2 separate regions of the Xenopus tropicalis genome follow, and region 2 is linked to region 1. Evidence: chromatin contacts called from public Hi-C data. All regions are on one chromosome and are shown on one strand. The core of a region is the stretch at or near the end of the contact, and the rest is flanking DNA. Distances in the headings are between cores, read along the strand shown.

Region 1 (2,710 bases), core at 29-2,528:
AGTTCAGCTGTTTCAGTCCTATTTGGTACATCTTATTTCATATTATGTTTATGGGAGTCCTAGCCAATAATGTAGAGCTACTCTTTTCTACAATCCACCATATTTTGTTGCCTAGACTTTCATGGCTTTTACTCATCAAATCAAATTTTTATACAGTCACAAATCACTTTTAACAAGTAAAATGTTATCACCAAGCCCAAAGAACAAACACAGAGTTGGTACTAAGTAAGTGGGGGTTCATTGACAAGACTAAGGTGTATATTCGCCAACTGTCTGAAGTGCAATTAATGTAGAATATAATAGAATTGCTGATAATATTGTAGGTTAGAGATGAATTGTGATATGAATAGAGGCAACCAAACCTACAATAGGCCGGATCTATCAAGAGTTTTGCTAAAGTCTCTTTTGTATGAACTTCTTTGTGGAGTCACGGTCCCTGTGTTGCCACTGTACAATCAATTAGCCTTGTTTATTTCTAAAGATAAATATACATTGATAAGTAAGGGTTATTTTCCCCTTACAGAAACAGTAAACTGCAATGCTGTAACATCCCATGTACAGAAAATTCCTTCCCTGCATTTAAGTTGGTTAGTGGTAAATGGGTGCTGCCATATTGTTGGCATCTTTTGCTATGGATTGGTATCCTTTATTTATGGCCAGTAGGAATTATGTTTTAAAGGCAGATATGGAGAATTACTCAAGTCAGTCTCTTTTGTACACTTATACTGCAACTGTACATGACTCCTGCCCCCCTTCAGTAGTGATTTACTCATTGTTATGCCAATGGAAAGCCATATGGCAGCTCCAGTTTATGGTGGCAAATGCAAATGCAAGCACACAATAAACAATGTACTAGTACTTTAGATACAAATGACCTAACAAATGGACAGCCTCAAGCCTCCTGTGCTGAGATATTCAGTTATGAGAAATATAGATGTGACTTTTATTTTATCGGATGCTACCAGAGACATGCCGAGCTGCAGAGCAGAACTGTGAATGGGGCGATGCTCCGACACAATAAGATTGCAAACCATTAAAACTGGCATCTTTTAGACAAAACGTCCACATGCTCCTCTGGCCCTGTTGTGACAGCCAGCGGTATCAGCGTCAGTCAATTACCTTCACAAATGCCTCTTGTGCTAATGAGCACTTACAAAAATCACCGGACTTTTCTGGCAAGGAGAAAAGATCAGTTTCATTGCTTGCAGAACTAATTCAGTGTACAAAAGTGAAGGCTCCGCCATTTCTGCCTCTTTTATTGCTCCTTTTGTGAGGGCTTTTGATGTGCACTGAAGAGATTGGTCTGTGTTTGGGGCTCTTCATCTCCAGTTCATTGCTTGTCATTAACATACATATCCATATGAAAAGTTTGGTAAGTCACTAACAGCTGTCCAGAATGGAGTTTCAGGGAGGGGGGGGGGGAGAATCTCTCCTTTCTTAAAATGCTGACAGAACTATTTAGTTCCTTTTGGCAATGATATACCTAACTTTTAAAAGCCGCCTTTCACTCGGAGAGCAACTAAGCAGAATGCTACAGTCTTGCACACAATCTTTTTCTTTTACTTTCAATCAGTGAGTTGTTTCCTTTACAAAGAGCCCTACATTGTAGAGCAGACTGACACATATATTTCCTTAAAATAAAATAAAAGCATTCTTTGGATTCATAGCGTAGCCTTTCTGCTTTTTTCCCTCTGAGACAGAATACAGCATTTGTATAGAGTGGAGCTGTATTTGCTGCCAAAGAGTGCAAGCCGTTGGGCTCAAATACTCGACTATACGGGTGAACTATTTTTAAAAAATATAGCAGGGGGTAGAACAGGGAGCCTTAAGGAGGCTTTGTTCCAAAGTTGCTGCCCATACGAGTCATTCAGGTTGGATCAGTTTGGCCACAGGGGGCACTGTTCTACTGAAATATATTCTAAATCTTTAAATGAACCCAGCAATGTAAGCAGCATGGTAGCTCCCACTGGTATCAATAAATAATAAATACCAATAAAGCTTTGTTGTAGGCAAAATATAGACGTAACTAACCAAAAAAGTAAAAGGGCACAAAAGAGCAAAATGTAGAAACACCAAGTAGAAAAAGTGATCCAGGTGCACCAGCCCCTCCGCACAGGGAGCAGCAAACCATAAATAGCAAAAATATGGGCATTCAGGCACTCCAAGGATTCTGCAAGGAATAGACGGACTTTATTCAAAGCAACATGAAAATAGTAAACATGTCTATTAGCCCTATTAGAGTAAAAATACAGAAGCATAAGTAAGAAATATTATATTTAGATGTATATATTGGCTTTGAACAAAGCAGACTCCTCACTCACCATAGAAGTCCATTATTCCTCTTCCTTCTACGCTCAGACTTGTTCAAACCCACCAGGGATTGGGTGGCAGGTTATACATTTCCATTAAACAAAAGAACATACTTCTTATTTTGCTTACTAATGCATTTTTTTCTCCTTGAAAAAAAATAATAACAAATTCTGTCTGTCAGCTATATCTGTTGCCTCAGGGAACTTCCCTGCAAAATATATTTTAATATGATGGCCAAATGTACTAATCAGGCACAAGCTGTAGAAGCTTAGTAATGTCACTGAGGCACTGATGCTGTGTCATTAGCATGATGTCACTATGGCACTGATGTCATTGCTGTGTCGGTAGCATGAGGCTGTGCAATCCCCATGGCCACGCCAGAGTGTTACCGCGGTGCTTT
Region 2 (2,780 bases), core at 7-2,506, 80 kb before region 1:
AGCTCATTGAAACCAACTGACCACCTCCTTTTCTCTATCTGAGCAATACAGATAGAAAGACAAACACATTTATTTCTAACCTTTTAGTTTTACGTTCTTTAAGGCTGAGATCTGATCTGTAGACTTTTTGCCCCTCACCAAAAAATAAGTTTACAACTCATGCATAGCAGAAAATATAAGTAGTCAAGAGTTACATTAATTTTAAAATGTATAAATCATTAAGACATGATCTGTGATACCATTCTTAGTACAACATTGTATTGGCAAAGATCCATTCTAATCTCAACATGAGTTGGCCCTCTTATGTACATATATATGATTTTTGTCCCCTTATATACTGCCCAGACAATCCTGATCTATATCCTTGTTCCATGGAGATACATTGGTTTGTACATAGGTTAGGTTTGAGAATCTCATCTGCCAGTGCTCCCTATTGGCCAGTGCATGTAACATCAGCAGATAACGGTGTAAGGAGGAGCTGCTCAGTTCATCTTGCTCAGATTTGGCCAAAAGGAACAATAACAAGGCCAGATTCATAGAATGCAAAGGACTTAGACATTAATGATTAATTCTTCTGCAAAAAAATCCAAATATTTAGCATATGATAAATGATTATCCTTGTACATACTGGGCTCTATTCAAATGTATATTTAATGATTGCCCTATATAAGCCATATATGATAAAAGTCAATAATTTGACTTCTTAATACCATGCAGACGATATCTGTGTTTCTTATGTATGTTCATTAAGGCCCCAGCAGCAAATGTGTAAATTTCTAATGTTTAATCAAACTTCAGTTTGGGCACTAAATAAAAAATGGACTGGCCATATACACTTAAATATAAAATACATAATAAAAAAAAGTATGCAGTGGTTTATAGGGCTCTGTAGATTTATTTTTTCCGTAAAAAAATAAAGTGGTTCTCTAATTATGATGTTTATAAAGAGTTTTTCTATTGCTGGTCCTTCCTTTGTGCCCTGAATATTCAGAACAAATTCTCATCACTGCACATACCTTTCTTGGAGCAATTTCAACTTTTCCCATGTCTATTAGACTTAAAACCAAATCTTGCTTAGCCCATTGCTTCCTTGGTGAGATCATTAAGTAAATTATTTTAACATCAAACAGCCTGCAGTGACAATAGAGTCCCATATAAGGTAAATGCTTCAAAGGTCCCCCCTTCTAATTATACCTCTACAGCCTATTCATCACCTTTCCATGGGGCTTACCCCACTATTACTTGGCTTTAGCTGGAGGCAAGGGTAGCACCACTAATTGGCTTTTGTAACAAAACTGACCTGTGGACAGGATCAAACTTGTTTAGGGCTTAAAGAATAAAAAAAATTATTTAAGGTTAAAGAGACATGAATACGACAACTGCTTGACCATAGAAATGGGGGAATAAATGTCTTCCTCTGAGATTCGTAATGTCAAAGAATGTCTTCGTGTTGTGACCATAGAAAACAAAAGCCCCTTCAGGTAGCCAAACTGGTCCACTTTTTTGCTCAAGGACAGATTGGCCTGTCGTTTTTTTTTTTCCTTCTTAGATTTCCTCTTATCAAGAGCCTTTGATCTTCAAGAAGCAAAAGAATGGGAACAATTTATATGCACAATACAGGTGCAGAGGCTTTTTGACAGGTCTCAGCATTTAAATCTGGCACGTTGCACGCATACAAATAGATTTCTGACAGATTGGAGTGGGTACAGATTCTTAATAAAAGCTAAGTCACACCTGCGGGACAGAAACCACTTCAATCTTGCATGCATTAGAATGCAGGTAAATACAGTGGACCTCCTGCAGAGAGAAATGTTATTCAGCTGCAACAAGTCATCGTGTAGGAGGAAAGGGACAGCAAAGGGTAAAAAACAAAACCACCGATTGCATGTGAAAGCGCCCACAGTTTGAGTTATTTTTAACTAAATCCATGTCTGCAAACTGTATGGACATTACTCCTATACAGCAAAACCTCAAATTTGCCTACCCTGATTTTAAGTGTTCCCGTATTTTACATTGTTTTTTGTGGTCCCAACAATTTATAATACATTTATGGGTGATTTTCCCTGATGTTACATAATGTTTTCCCTTATTTTACATAAAACTTTTGTCCTAATGTTCCCAAAAATGGCAGTTTGTCCTCTGTGAATATTATTATTAGTGAAATTAACCAGATACATAATTACTGTAAACAATAATTTCTAGTTAGTCTGCACCTCATACAGCCATGCACAAATCACTTGTTGCTTCAGGTTGTGCATCTGACTGTCAGAGAGGTCTTGCACATGCTGGGGGGGGGGGGGGGGGGCATGTGCAACATTAGTGTATATTTAAACAAGAAGTTTAGCTGTACTAATTATGTTGAATGGATAATCCTGATTTATTTAGATTTAATACCTCTAAGGCTAATGTCCCCCGGAGAGATTGAGCCTGCAGGATTGAACTTCATGAAACTTTGGAAAGCCAACAATGTGTGGGCCTTTCCACCAGCAATTCTCTTTGTTACCAGTGGAAAGGCATTTTGGAGAGATTTGTTGCTCGTGGTAGCAGAGATCTATTTGGAGCGACTAAATCTTTCCGTGGGACATTAGCCTAAAACATACACATACCCCCACTCTCTCACACATTTACACATGCAGTCTTTCTCTCTTACAAAAACACACACAAAGGGGCACATTTGTTACAGTGTGTAAGCCAACATCACCAGAGATGTTGCCCATAGCAACCAATCAGCAATTACATTTTAACAGTCACCTTCAAGTTAGAAAACCAAAGCAAAGATC

Evidence for each region. A called contact is a pair of places that touch in the nucleus more often than the background predicts.
Region 2: a Hi-C map of gastrula embryo shows a contact between it and region 1, with 2.3 times the contacts expected there. The contact joins two enhancer-like sites. A contact is called at or near these places in 2 of 5 Hi-C or Micro-C datasets (gastrula embryo and neurula embryo).

Annotation. Positions count from the first base shown.
Region 1 is chr6:39,312,334-39,315,043 of UCB_Xtro_10.0, reverse strand. No RefSeq gene overlaps it. Among named protein-coding and RNA genes, the nearest start is that of sp8, 110 kb to the right of the region's middle. Within about 2 kb of position 1,278, at least 2 of the 11 cell types and tissues checked have an H3K27ac peak or open chromatin away from gene starts, as enhancers often do. A contact at or near this core is called in gastrula embryo, where this site is marked.
Region 2 is chr6:39,392,352-39,395,131 of UCB_Xtro_10.0, reverse strand. No RefSeq gene overlaps it. Among named protein-coding and RNA genes, the nearest start is that of sp4, 78 kb to the left of the region's middle. Within about 2 kb of position 1,256, at least 3 of the 11 cell types and tissues checked have an H3K27ac peak or open chromatin away from gene starts, as enhancers often do. A contact at or near this core is called in gastrula embryo, where this site is marked.